Regions from separate parts of the Canis lupus genome. Here region 2 is linked to region 1. The links are chromatin contacts, called in public Hi-C maps. All regions are on one chromosome and are shown on one strand. Each heading gives the region's core, a stretch centred on a gene start, on an enhancer-like site or on the middle of the called end of the contact. The rest is flanking DNA. Distances are from core to core; before and after follow the strand shown. Region 1 overlaps RBPJ (recombining binding protein suppressor of hairless). Region 2 has its middle 81 kb from the start of RBPJ.

Evidence for each region. A called contact is a pair of places that touch in the nucleus more often than the background predicts.
Region 2: a Hi-C map of blood shows a contact between it and region 1, with 2.2 times the contacts expected there. The contact joins two enhancer-like sites. A contact is called at or near these places in 2 of 9 Hi-C or Micro-C datasets (blood and liver).

The regions. Positions count from the first base shown.
Region 1 is chr3:84,785,726-84,792,699 of UU_Cfam_GSD_1.0, reverse strand. All of the region lies in intron 1 of RBPJ (recombining binding protein suppressor of hairless), which reads left to right. Among named protein-coding and RNA genes, the nearest start is that of RBPJ, 92 kb to the left of the region's middle. Within about 2 kb of position 2,954, at least 1 of the 20 cell types and tissues checked has an H3K27ac peak or open chromatin away from gene starts, as enhancers often do. A contact at or near this core is called in blood, where this site is marked.
Region 2 is chr3:84,958,724-84,965,396 of UU_Cfam_GSD_1.0, reverse strand. No RefSeq gene overlaps it. Among named protein-coding and RNA genes, the nearest start is that of RBPJ, 81 kb to the right of the region's middle. Within about 2 kb of position 4,611, at least 1 of the 20 cell types and tissues checked has an H3K27ac peak or open chromatin away from gene starts, as enhancers often do. A contact at or near this core is called in blood, where this site is marked.

The sequences.
Region 1 (6,974 bases), core at 1,705-4,204:
CAGAGGGAGAAGCAGGCTCATGCAGGGAGCCCGACGTGGGACTCGATCCAGAGACTCCAGGATCATGCCCTGGGCAAAAGTCAGGAGCTAAACTGCTGAGCCACCCAGGGATCCCTAAACTCTTATTTTTTAATTAAAGATATCTTACATGGTTTTCTAAAGGAAAGGGAGTCAGAAGCTACTGAGTTTCTCCTCTTTCCTACAGAATGCACTTAAATAAGCTTTTTAATACGGTGATTTTTGGGTTTTGGTAAGGCGTCCCAAAAACTTAAAAGTAAATGATATCAGCCATTTATATAACCCACAAGTCTCCATTTTCTCGCAAAATCTAAATTAATCAATGTATCCAAATTATGGAATACAATCAGGTCATGATTACTGAAAGCACCTCTCAAACTGGGAAGTTCTTTTCAATAGTACTTATTTTATTATTAGGATATGTTACTTACAAAATCCAAAAATGAGAGACGAGGGGTAAAGACAAAAAAAAGTTACAAATCATGAGATTACTGTCCTCACACTCATTCATCAGAACAAGCTCAGATGTATTTCCTCAACAGTTGTGTTGCTGGATTCTTAAAAATTGTCTTTCACTTATTAGCCCTTACTGTAATTACGATTCCCCAACACACAGCTTCCTACTTATGGAAATAAATTTTGGTTTTGCAACTGACTAGCAGTTATTTGATTAGAGAGTGACATTACCATGTTGAGAATACCCCAAAGCATCTTATCTGGTCCATATCAACTCTATTTTTTTCCTCTTTTGTTTGGCATGAGAAAGCCTACTGTATGACTTCCATCTCTAGGACGGGTTAAATTTAAATGTTCCTTCAAACATGTATCTTCGTGTCTGGCAAGGCATTTTTGCACTCCTGCATAACAGCCCCATTCCCAGAAAACTAATCTAAGCCTCCACACCTCTACCACGACCATGGTGGCAGCCAGGGCCCGGTGATCTGGAATATCTACCACCTTCTTTTAGTTACCTTTTGCCATCCAACAGAACCGAGCAACTTAAAACAATAATGAACATTTATCATCCTGACCCCAGTCCATTTCATCCATCCCCCATGTAGGAACAGCTGTATCTACCTCAAACTGGTACCATCCCTGCTATTATTTCAGAAAATCTTCTGCAAGACTTCTCTGCCTTGAAATTTTAGCAAATAAAGATTACAGCCTTGTTCTTCCAACAGTTTGAAAAGAGAATGTGGGAGAAGGGAGAGGGATAGGAGTTGATGCCAAAGACAATAATGTCATCAATAGTGTATGTATAGCAATGGCTCCAAATGGCTCACGATCGCCATCAATTTCAAATCCCACCCCAAACCCCTATGTAAAGATGGCATGTTACCAAATGCAGATTCCAGACAAGTCCCCAGCACCATTTTCCAACCATACGCTACTTCCTTAATTCTGTTTTACATAGAAATTCTTGAACTATCCCTACCTGAATATAGATTATATATATGCCCAGAGCCTAGCACAGCACCTGATGTTTTAGAGAAGCTTATTAATTACATGAGCAAAATTGCTCACTAGGAGTGTATTGAAGAGTTTAGTCTAAAATTCCTTAAAACATTTTTTTCGTGCTGGCATATTAATTTTGAAGACTTGCTTTGGACCTTATTCTGGGGGAGTGATTACAGAACACTGTAAATAGGATCCTTCTGTCCTTCAATATCCCATAATTCATTGTTCCAACTGTGCTTAGTACCTCTGATTGTGAGATTGTGAGAAACTTAAGAGCTTAGTTCATCTTCCTTGATCCTGTACAGTGTCTTTTTGTGTGTGTGTGTGTGTGTGTACAGTGTCTTACAAACAGAAGGTGTTCACATCAACATATGTTCATTTGGGGCAATTTCCTTATCTGAGGGCCACCCAGTCTTTTGGAAAATGATGTCATAAACTAAAAACTACTGATTGGCATTTTTCAGGTGAAAAAGGCAAAGGAAAAAAAGTAGAATGGTATGGGAGATAGAAAGTATCAATTTTGAACCATTCCATCATTCTTCGATCTGTGCTCAAAAATAAAGGAGCTCTTTAGATCATTAAAGAAAGAAAGATGATATCAAATGGAAGATGACCAGGAAATGGTCTAGCCCTATGTTTGCTATTCATTTTAATGTCCTTGAAGAGCTCACCTCTCTGCTACCTGGTTCTCCCATTTGCAAAATGAGTGTATTGCCCCACATGGCACTGAGGTGGTTTCCTCTTTTTTTTTTTTTAACTTTATTTATCTATTCATGAAAAACACAGAGAGAGAGGCGGAGACATAGGCAGAGGGAGAAGCAGGCTCCCTGCGGGGAGCCTGATGCAAATCTGGATCCCAATACCCCAGGATCAGGACCCGAGCCAAAGGCAGATGCTCAACCACTGAGCCACCCAGGCTTCCCCACGGAGGTGATTTCCAATGCAATGATTCTAATTTTTATTTATTTATTTTTTTATTCTAATATATTGAGGCACTTGACTTACTTTTAATAACAACATCTGAGGAGAATAAATAAGACCTGCTATTTGTCCTCAATAGTGTTCTCCAAGAGAACGGGTAGGTAACTAGGAACATTTTATCAGTTATCTATTGCTGTGTGATAAATTGCCCCACTTTACCCCCAATGATAAATTGCCCCACCTTACCCCCAATGTTAGCCCAAATTTAGGGGCTTAGTTAAGCAAGAATACATATATCTTCTTTTATAGAGTTTCTGAAGGTCAGGAATTCAGGGGAGCCTTAGCCAGATGGTTCTAGTTTACGGTCTCTCAGGAGTCGATAGGCTAGAAGTTGGCTGGAGGATGCATTCTGAAAACTTGACTGGGGCCAAAGGGTCTGCTTCCAAGATGGTGCGCTCGCTTGGCTCTTAGCAAGATTTCAGTTGCTTACCACATGGAGCTCTGTGTAAGGCTGCTTGAGTGTCCTCATGACACAGCAGTTGGCTTTCCCCTTAATGAGTGATTTAAGAGTGAGAGCAAAGAGGAAGCCACAACACTTTTAATGACCTAGTCTCACAAGTCGCACACTGTCACTCCTGCCACACTCTATTTGCCAGAAACAAGTTGTTAAATACAGCCCTCACTCCAGGGGAGAGAAATTAGTCGCCACCTCCTAAAACGAGGAGTATCAAAGAATTTCTAAGTTTATTTGTGAATTTGTGGACTTATTCTGAAACTCCCTCAAACATCACGTACTGGTGAGGTCGGGTCAGCACTGCAAGATAGAGGACGGAAGTTACAACAACGAACACTTCTAGAGTGACTCACTATTGAGAAAGCATCTCCCCTTGTTTTCTCATTTGGTTGTCACAACAACCCAGTGGATCAACAGCATTAATATCCCCATTTAGAAATGAGGAAATGGAGGCTTAGGTAACTTTTGTAAGGTTATTCTGCAAGTTAAGTTGTATAGCTGGGAATTAAGCCCAGATTTTCTGATACAAAACACGAGATCTCTTTACTGCCTCAAAAGGCTTTGCACAGACAAGTGTCACTGGCAAGTTTGACCCTTCCTTGTTACCCACCAGTTGTCCTCACTCATTTTTTTTTCTCATTTAAATTTTCATTGTCAGCCTCCAGACTTGAGACTTCAACAGTGACTTGAGGCCATTTACAAATGAAATATTTAAGAAACCAGGAGGAGTAAATACTTTTAGGCACCAGAGTTTATCAGATTACACTTGGCAATAAATTTGGTTCATATTTTTCTGGCAGCAAAGGTGAAAAGAGAAACATAATAGGCAACAGAGGTTTCACTTTCTGACAAGAGCCGGCCTCCACGTTCTTATTGCCTAAAGCTAAATTCGGGAGGGAATTTATCACATGGATCTGTGTAGAGATAACGCAACTTGACATTCTGGTCAGTATCTTCAATCTTGCTTGTGTGAAAGATCTTCTCGGACCATCCCTGTATATCAACAGAGGTCACCTTTAACTTTTGTAAATAACATTTGATCAAGAAGCTAAAGAAAATGCCGTCCAGGCCAACTGTCCTCCAATTTCTTTACCAAATTAAGGGATGTAAACTGGAGAGTATACATGAACAGGATGATTAATCCGTCTGCTGGACAATATCCTTCGAATATCAGGAGTTGTCAGTGAGAGTCCTTAAATAAGCTGCTGGATCTTATTTCTTTGTCTTGACATCCTCTATCAGCCATCTAGCATACAAACGTTCTGCATTGTCAGTTAAATTAGGGGTTTTTGGATATTTCCTATATGGGAGCAGGGAATGCTAATATAATGTTACAGAAAAATGTAAAGTAAGTAAGGGCCATCTGAACTCTAAAGTCTGTTTTGGGGCCCAAATGCTATGATTCTGTGACTTTAAGGGTGAGATGCCAATAGGCATTCTTGTCGCCAAGGAGAGCCAGCCCACTCTGGCCAGGGTGTGAGAAGCAGTGCTGTCAAAAGCCTTGGCCAATTTTTTCCCCCAAAAGGAATTTCAAATATATCCAAGGTCCTGGGTTAGTGACTGATTGAAACCAAAGCTTTCTACTGCATGACATAGGATCCTGGAATAGATAACTTTAGCCCGAAAAAAAGTTAGGGCAGGTGCAAGCAGCTGTCCAGTCTTGCCATAAAAGTACTGAGTAATAATGTGCTTTCTTTACTCCTGTTCTTTCAGAATTTGTCCAGTTAGCTGAAAAATACACCCTAAATGTTCCCCTAAAAGTAGATGATTTAGTGTGCTTCTATTTAGATATCATAGTACTTATAAATATTCCTGTTTATTCATGGGAACCCACCTTCCAGAATAGGATTGTAAATTCAACACATAAAAATCAATAGCCTTTATTTCTGTGTGGGTTTTTTTTTTTTTTTTTTTTTTTTTTTCTGTTTTAAAGCTGTTGGTCTTCCCTCAAGGAAGTGGGCAGGTAATAAAGTAAATCATCCTTCATTTAAAAAAATAAAAAGCATTCTTCTTGAACACAGTGTCTGTGCCCTGAGCCAGTAAGTATTCATTTACAAGCTTTGCTTTCCGTTTATGACCTATATTTCCAAACTACCTAGCTGAGAAGTGCTGCAGAGACAAAATCGATGTGCATGGAAAGAGTAGAGAGAAAAAGTGTTACTCTTTGTACAATAACCCAGAGTCTCGAGGAGGAGGCAGTCAAGGTGGGCCGGCCGCTCGTCAGAACCACAAGTGTGTTTAGATCCTCTTCTGGTCCGTAGGTTGCGTGGAGCAGGTGAGGTTATTTGCCTGTCCTATTAATAGGACAGTGTTTGGTATAATCTTTTTTTATGTCAAATGGAATTATAAATATTAATTTTCATGGCACATAGAAAACCTTAGGTATTGGAAAACTGCTGAAAGATCTTATTACAAAGTGGCCATTTAGAGAAAAAGAACAGGTTTAACAATTTTACCATTTTCTGAGCAAGTGGGGAAACAAGAAATTAGCTCCTGGTAGGGGAAATTTAGCCCGGGGCATCATACAAACTGAGTAAATATTCACCAGGAAGAAAAGTGGGGTGAAGCCCCTTCTTTTAAGCAGAGGAAAGGTGGGGTGAGGCAAGAAAGTGTCCCTGCTTTCGAGAATTAAAGGTATTTGAATCTAGCTTGAGCACAGGCCCAAGGGAGGGAGGAGGGGGGAAGCGGGAGAAACGGAGAGGGGGTGGGCAGGAGCCACTCCCTGGAGGGGTCTTTCCACGGCTCAGCCAAGGCCCCTGCTCCGGTGCAAATCAGCCCTCAGCATCCTTTTTCCTTCCTGGGCTCCAGGCCCCCAGAGCTCTCCCGCCTTTCCTCTCCCTTTGACAGCTATAACCACCCACCTTTGCTCTTGTATCCGGAAGGTGGTGCCTTCAGCTTGCAATTTGTTTCCTGTAAAACAGCACACAGCTTTTGGGTTAAAACAAAACAAAACAACAACAAAAAAATCCAATGCTAATTTCAACGCTCATTGCCAGAGCAAAATGCTCGAGGAATAACAAAAAAATAATAGATATGCATATTGAAGTTTCAAATTTGAGTCACATGATTTACATTTTAAAGATCACACCAGGATATCCCACAGAGAATGGACTGTAGGGGTGGGGGTGGGGTAGAGTCGAAGTAAGAAGAAGGTGGGATGGTAATGCAGGTACCTAGAAGAGAGGTGATGGTGCCCTAGACTACGATGCAGTGGGGAGAGGGTAAAAAGTATTAGATGTGGGGCATAGTTTAAGAAAAGAACTAATGGGCCTTACCAATGGATTGGATAGGGTTGGTGATGAAGAGATAGGAACCAGGGAAGAACCGCTGAGCCCCTGGGTGAGTGCTGCCCCGTTCACCAGGTTTTGCCCTTCCCAGGAATGATCCCTTCTAGACATTTCCTCTGGACCAACTAAGTTGGGGCTTTGGGATGAAATGCTGTACATAAGTGACAACATTTAAGTAGGGAAATGACAAGATCGTTTTTCTCCTCTTTCATTACACCCACATTTCCTCCATGAGAAGAACGACTTTGTTGGGTGAAGTGACAAGGATGGCTGCGGTCCAGGACGAGAAGGTGTGAGTGTCTGTGTGCGTGCACAGGTGTGGGGAGGAGGAGGGATTCTTTTCTCTCTTTCACGGTGAGGTCGCTTCGCTTGGTGAGTAGTTGTCTTTTTTGGAAAGCCAAGAGTAACTGCACCGTGATGGATGCAGGACCAGAAAGCATGATGGGTGTTATGACAGAGGCCAGTCTGCTGGCAGCCCCTTCCATCTCTTCTTTTTGCCATGCTACGTCCAAGAATCAATCACTGGGCTGATTTGGGGATTGGAGCAGAGGGATGGTTGTGGATGTTCAGCAGCTTGGTCCCGCTCATCTAATAATCCTTTGATGGAGGGATGTTCCAAGGGGGAGAAAGGAGCCTCCTAAGGGATTCCCTGCCTCCACAATCTGGGTCCTTCTGCTGGGTTCACATTCAGATTGTGATGCTGCAGAGTTGCCCCAAGGGTGAAATCAGATTGTATAATTGTATAACCACAATACACCACTTGGCTCCCTAATGTT
Region 2 (6,673 bases), core at 3,362-5,861, 170 kb before region 1:
ATCAGGGAAAATGTCCCTGGAGATGAACCTTGAGTTGGGTCTTAAATTGTTGGTAAACAGTAAGAGACGAGGGGGAGGCAGGCATTTCAGGAAAGAGGTAGAACCAAGCTAAGGCATGGAGGGCATGCGGGGTATGCAAAAGGCACACACGCTCCTAGCTCACTAAACTGAAATAGAGAGGATAAGAGATTACCATTTGGTAATCGTGGGATGTGATTTGGGTAAAAAAGGTCGCTGAGTAGTGAATGTAAGGGGGCAAGCTTGAGACAAACAGAATACTTACATAGTCTCAAAGTATCCGTCCTCCCTATTATTTTAATGACAAAATCAACATAGTGACCCAACTGTGGAGAAACCTAGCAGGGACCACCTCCGCTAAATGATCACAGTTAATGTTCTGAGTCATGGGAAAAATCGACCTCAAGGATCTCCTGATAGGATGCACTGGGAAGAGCACATATTGCATCATTCCTGCCAAAAAAATATTACTGAATCGAACTCATGAGGAAACATCAGACAAACCCCAATTGAAAAGGATTCTATAAAGCAGCTGACCTGTGTACTTCAAAAATGTCTGTATCGTGAAAGACAAAGACTAAGGAAGTGTTGCAGATTCAAGGAGACTGGAGAGATGTGACAAGTGAATGTAACAGACAATGTGGGATTTTCGTTTGCTTTAAAGGATAGTATTAGGACAATCGGTGACATCTGGATAGGATGTATCCATTGGATAACATTGGATAATGATACTGTATGAATGCAAATCTCCTGAATTGGATCATCCTACTGCGACTTGATAAAGGGAATGCTCTTATTTTTAGGATATAGACATTGAAATATGTAAAGGGACATCACTCATCAAATGGATCAGAAAAAATACAGCATGAATGAGGATACGAGGATGGGTGTAGACAGTGCCAGAGGTCAGAGCTGGTTATACAGAAGAAAGCAAAGAGGTAGAATGTTAACATTTGGGAAATCGGAGTGAGAGGTGTATGAGGACTCTTTGTGCTGTGCTTGCCAACTTTCCTGTGAGTCTTAAATTGTGTCGAAATGGAAAAGTTAATGGAAGAGAAAAGAGCCATTAGGTTCCAGTCCCTGCTTGGCTCCAAGTCAGTGTGTGACTTTGGTTTATTTCTCCCATCCCCTACCCCACCCTCATCTTTTCCTGCTCCCACCAGCCCTGCCCTCTGGAGGCCTTATAGCTTGGCCTCTCTCACTCCAAGTCCTTTCAGCCAGTTTCTGGATTTACACCTTCTCTCCTCTTCCTGTGTCTAATGTTCCTTTCAGAATGCACCCTGGGAGCTGATCTGTTTGGCTCGATGCCCCTTGAGATCTGGGGTGGCATTGAGAAGTTCTGCCCAGTGTCCGGAACTTGCCTACCTTGCCAATCCCTGCTTATGCCCCAGACAGCTCAAAATAGCTAACATTTATTGAAGGCCTACTCTGCACCTGGCACTGCACTTTATCATCCCAATAACCTAAAAGGTAACTTGTAGTGAGTGTAGTCCAGTCTCATGCTCATCTCGCCCTAAATCCCAGTGGCTGTAAAACCCTACTTCTTTGACTATAGGAAGCGTAATATTTAAGGCATTGCCTTCGCTATAGATTGCTGGGAAAACTCTGGGAAAACTTAGTTGTGTCCAAGGATCCCTTTTGGTCGTCTCCTTACCCAAAGCTCACAGAACTAGGATTTTTGGCTTCAGGTCCTCAGTGTTCCATGGAGAGGCCCCTCCAAGTTGGCAGTCCCACCTCTATCACCATTAGAGCTGAAAATACCTGCACCTCAATGCCAGAGATTTTGTCACCCCCAAAATAAATAGGAAAATGTTCCTTTTGTGTTACAGCCCATTGGAGTAGGAGTTAGAAGGTCCCACACTCAGCTGCTCAACCTCTAGGGCTATGGCATTTATGTCAAAGTTTTTTAAGTCCTGGGTGGGGTCAAATTCTAATATCAGCCACAATAAATACATTACTGGGGCCATACTTCTTCTCCAACACTCAGGCCTGGTTGCTGGGCCCATCTCTCCACACGAGACCACTTCCCTTAGTGTGAGTTCTTTCATAGCCTTTGTCAATGCTCTGTACAAACTGAACTTAGTATGTATCTGAGATAGAGATCATGAGTATAAAAAAGGGCGTTGCCTATCACCACTGGCCGAAATGGCTGAGGGCCAGATCCTGCTCCATCAAGATACCCTGTTTATAGCTGACGCTCAAAGAAGCTTCTTAGGATCCTGTAGGGGCTCCCATTTGGAGGGGCAAGATGTGAACCCATGTCACTGCAGGACTCTTTCCAGGGCATGGCCTTGTCTTCTCTTCAAAGCAGAGCATAGCCAATACTTTGGTAAATGGAGGCTTTCTTACTCAAGGGATTGTTAGCTAAATGAGGCTTTCCTGGACCAGCCGAGGATTCTGGAAATATTTTGGGCAAGTGTTCATGATGTTGCTGCTGCTGCTGATGATTTCATACTTGGAATATTCAGGCCACTTATTTTTCTTTTTTCCTAGTATCTCTTTCCTCACAAGTACTTTATTTACCCCAAAGAAGGTAAAATCAAGAGTGGCCCATTTTTATAAGGTTCTGGAAAATGCTTGAGGGAGGTAGGAGGAAGGTTGAAACTATTGGCAACATGGTTTTAGAGAGAGAGCGTGGGTTTCAGAATCAGACAGGCCTGGGTTCAAATCTGCGTTTGTTACTTACTATTTGAGTAAATGTTCAGAAGTTCAAGGCCCTCATCTGTAAGACAGAGATAATATCATCAAGCTCTCAGAGTTAAATAAGAAAACTTATTTTAAACCATCAGTCTTAAGACAGGCTTGATACATCTGAGTTTCTCTTGCCTTGAATGACCTTTTCTGGATTATATGAGAATTTTAGCTATCTATATTTTTCTGTTCCTTCTTCTTGTGGACAACCCTTAAAGCCAGCTCAAAAGCAGGCCTTGTTTCCATGGAAACGTACTTAAGGTAAACAAATTTGAAAAGGGGAAACACAGACGCCCGTCCCCTACGCCCACTCACAACCAATGCACAGCCTCAGCAGAAACGTTTCCAAAGAAATGTTTCACAAAGCTTTCGGGGAAGGCACCAAGTGCTCTTTCAAAGTCTTTACATGCTTTTTCATTGTAGGGCTCTTGAAATGAACAATAATTTGAAACAGATAATAATGAACTTCACACAGCAATGGATCAAAAGTGGAATTACTGAGCTCACCATTGTCTAATATAATTAGGCTGACACGCTGTTGAATCCAAATGCAAGACTTCTCTCTTTCTCTTCTCTCTCTCTCTCTCTCCTATATGTTCACATTTATTTGAAGAACTTTTAATGAACAGGATATTACAAGATTCCTGAGCCCCACATGGTTTCAGTTCTAATCTAAGCAATTTACTTTCTTCTGAAATTCTGATTTTCCTTTCTTTTCTTTCTTCTCTCTCTCTCTCTCTCTTTCTTGGCATCATTATTTTGTTCATTTGAAAGGGGAATTGCTTCCCTGAGTGTGCATGGAAATATAAGCACATAAATCACACACCAAATCTACTTAACGAGAAGGAGTAATCCCACTGCCATTTCCCACTGAATAATGCATTCTTGGTGAAAATGCTGCAGGTACTTTAGAAGACCAAAAGATATCTTGTCAAATGACTTTTTAAAATTCCACAAAATAATTTTTCTGTCTTAAGTAGCTTATTAAACATAGCAGCAATTAGACAATAGATATTTCTTAATTGGTTCTAACCTTAGATCTCTCTTCCATCATGGCAGAAATCAAACTAGCTATACAGGGATGTAAACATTCTTTTGAAAACCCTAATAACAGAGTAGTTTCCTCTACTTTCTGTCTAGCACAAGGGCCAACTTTTAACACGTGAAAATCAACTCATGTCATGTCTTACCCAAGACATCTATCCTCAAGATGTGACACCTAAAATGATAACAGCAGAAACATAAGTCACCAAAGACAACTCATAAAATTATGGCTAACAATGGTAGACAGTTTTGTTGTTGCAATCAACTACATAAAAGAAAGAGAAAGGGCATCTATTAAAGCCTTTATTAGTTGCTTTATTAATCACTAGAACATGTGAATTTTCCAAAGGCTCTAACAGAAGAAATGGCTTGGCCAATGTTGCAAAACCACAGGCAAAACAGTTTATGCTACTGAGGATATACATCATGGTAGAGAGAAAGATTAGCAGAACAATTTTCCCCCAAATCAGATTGTCTAGATGCCCCTGAGTGGACAAGTCAAAGCAACCACCCTGAAAGGGAGCTCTGAGTCTTAGCTAGTGGGATACAAGGAGCTATAGTCACTAGAGAAAGAAGGCCCAGCCAGGCCACTGATGATTAACATCACTCCTAACTCCATCGGTCAACATCAGATCCAAAGCAGAAAATGGAGAGGTAGCTAAGGTAGTCCTTCCCTTTGTCATGTGAACAAATCTTTTTGATGAGATGTGAGGAGGGTTTAGCAGCCACAAAACCATAGACTTGCTGAACATTGGAGCTGGAAAAGTTGTAGAAGAGAAACTGCAGCTGAAGGTGATGAAATGACTTGTCCAAGGTCACAGAGGAACCACTACCCTCCTTCACCACTTGAGACTTGAATGGAAATAGTTTTTTACTGACACAAAAAGAAAAAATTTAAAAAATGAGTACACTATGTGTCAGCAAAAGTTATGCCACATGCAGCTAGATCATTGCCCAACAAAGGAAATGTGGATTCACAGAACTAGCTTCCTACTTCAAACACTATTTTTCCTGTAATTGGGTATGGTTGGGGGCAAGCTCTGGTCAAACACCACAAAGATAAAGGGAACCTCTGTGTTCTTAGATGTGTCAACTGTAGGCCCAATTAAGATGTCTCAGCCATTCATAGATCCAGAGTTGCTTGAGGCAGGCCCAACCTGGGCTCCACGTTCTGGAAAATATAGAGAAAGCATGGCAGCATCTTTTCTTTCCAGAAAAATGTGGACAAGTACAGGAGATCTGAGATCAAGTGCAAAGATTGAGTATTGACAAAGTTCCCAGCAGGAGTTCAGGAATGGGAGAAATTGTAGGGTACTAGACAAATAGTCAAGGATGGCTTGATTGAGCTGATATCCATGGGATCTTGAAGGCTGGGCTGGATAGGGGACTAGGTATAGAGGAAGAGACAGGTTGGGGGGATCTAAAACAAAGTGGGAACAAAGTTTCTGAGGTAGAAATTAATATGGCTCCAGAGAGTCTGGTGAAGAGACCCAACTAAGTGTCCCAGAAGTTGGGTTTAAAGACATGATGAAAAACAACAGTGAATAATCCATAGGGAAAGCATGATGAATGACTCACTAAGTCATCTGGCTGAGGCAACACAAAACAAAGCACCAGAGTCTGGACCCATTTCCTTGGAGATCCTTGTCTCACTGGTGTGTTAAGAAAAAAATCAGATCTTCATTTTTTATTTATTTTTTAAAAGATATGTATGTATGTATGTATTTATTTGAGAGAGAGCAAGTGAGCAGGTAAGCACAAGCAGAGGAGGGCAGAGGAAGAGGGAGAAGCAGGCTCTTGGCTGAGCAGGGAGCCTGGCACGAGGCTCGATCCTAGGACCCTGGGATCATGACCTGAGTTTAAGGCAGACACTTAACCAACTGAGCCACCTAGGCATCCCAAATCTGCAATTTCTAGATGTACATAGGCCAGAATCATCAAAAGGTAATATCCTTCATATGATGAGTAATATCTTGACCTCTGTACAAAATACAAAGTTACTCTGACCCATATGAGGGATCATTGACCTTTCACAGAACCACTCCCCAAGGGAAAATTGACCAGATAGTTTTAGAAGCCATTTCTAGGTCCACAGGATACTGACTCAACAAAATACGGTATTTGCCAAAACTACTAAAGATCCAAATAGCTAGCCAAATTTGCCTTTATATGCCTTTGAACATTCCTTCTCTTTGGCCTTAAAGGCACTCTTAAATTTATCAACTCCTCCTAGAGGAAGGCCTGCCCAAGGCCTTCCAATGATTACCTCTAATTTCTGGGGCGGGAAGGTAAACTGAGATGCAGAGGAATTATGGAGTCATCTAAATGGGAGACTATTTCAATGTTAAAACATGGCACACCCAAACGCCTGCTGTACACAAAGGCTATTTATAAGTCTGATTTTACACTTGGATTTACAATGAAGTTTGAAGCAGAAAGAGCAAAATTCCAGATTCAAGAAAAATTACAGCTGGAAAAATAATCTTAAAATAAAAAAACCAAGAAAGCCTTCCAAGAAGTTACTCAATCTGGGAATTTAAGGAAGATGGAGGTTTGTGTCCAAGAGGAAACTGCTTTGGGGACATAGAGGAATGGAAACTCTTGCCTTCAGACTATTTTTGTAGCCCTCTCTTCAGCCACACACACATCTGAGGAGAGAGAAGGCATTCCTCTTCAACTGCTTCCAATAAGGCACACGCGAGCAGAGACCTCTGGTCACGCTGAGCACGAGCCACGTGCATAAGGCGCTGAGAGGCTGAGTGAGGGGAGATATGAATTTGCCCCTGACCCTTGGCCCCAAACAAACACACCCTCCCTGCCTATCTGCTTATGCCTCCACCATCCACACAGCCTGGAGCTCCAGGTCACTCACAAGTGGTGTGTGTTGAGGGTGGGAGTTGGGATTTGATGGGCAGAAATT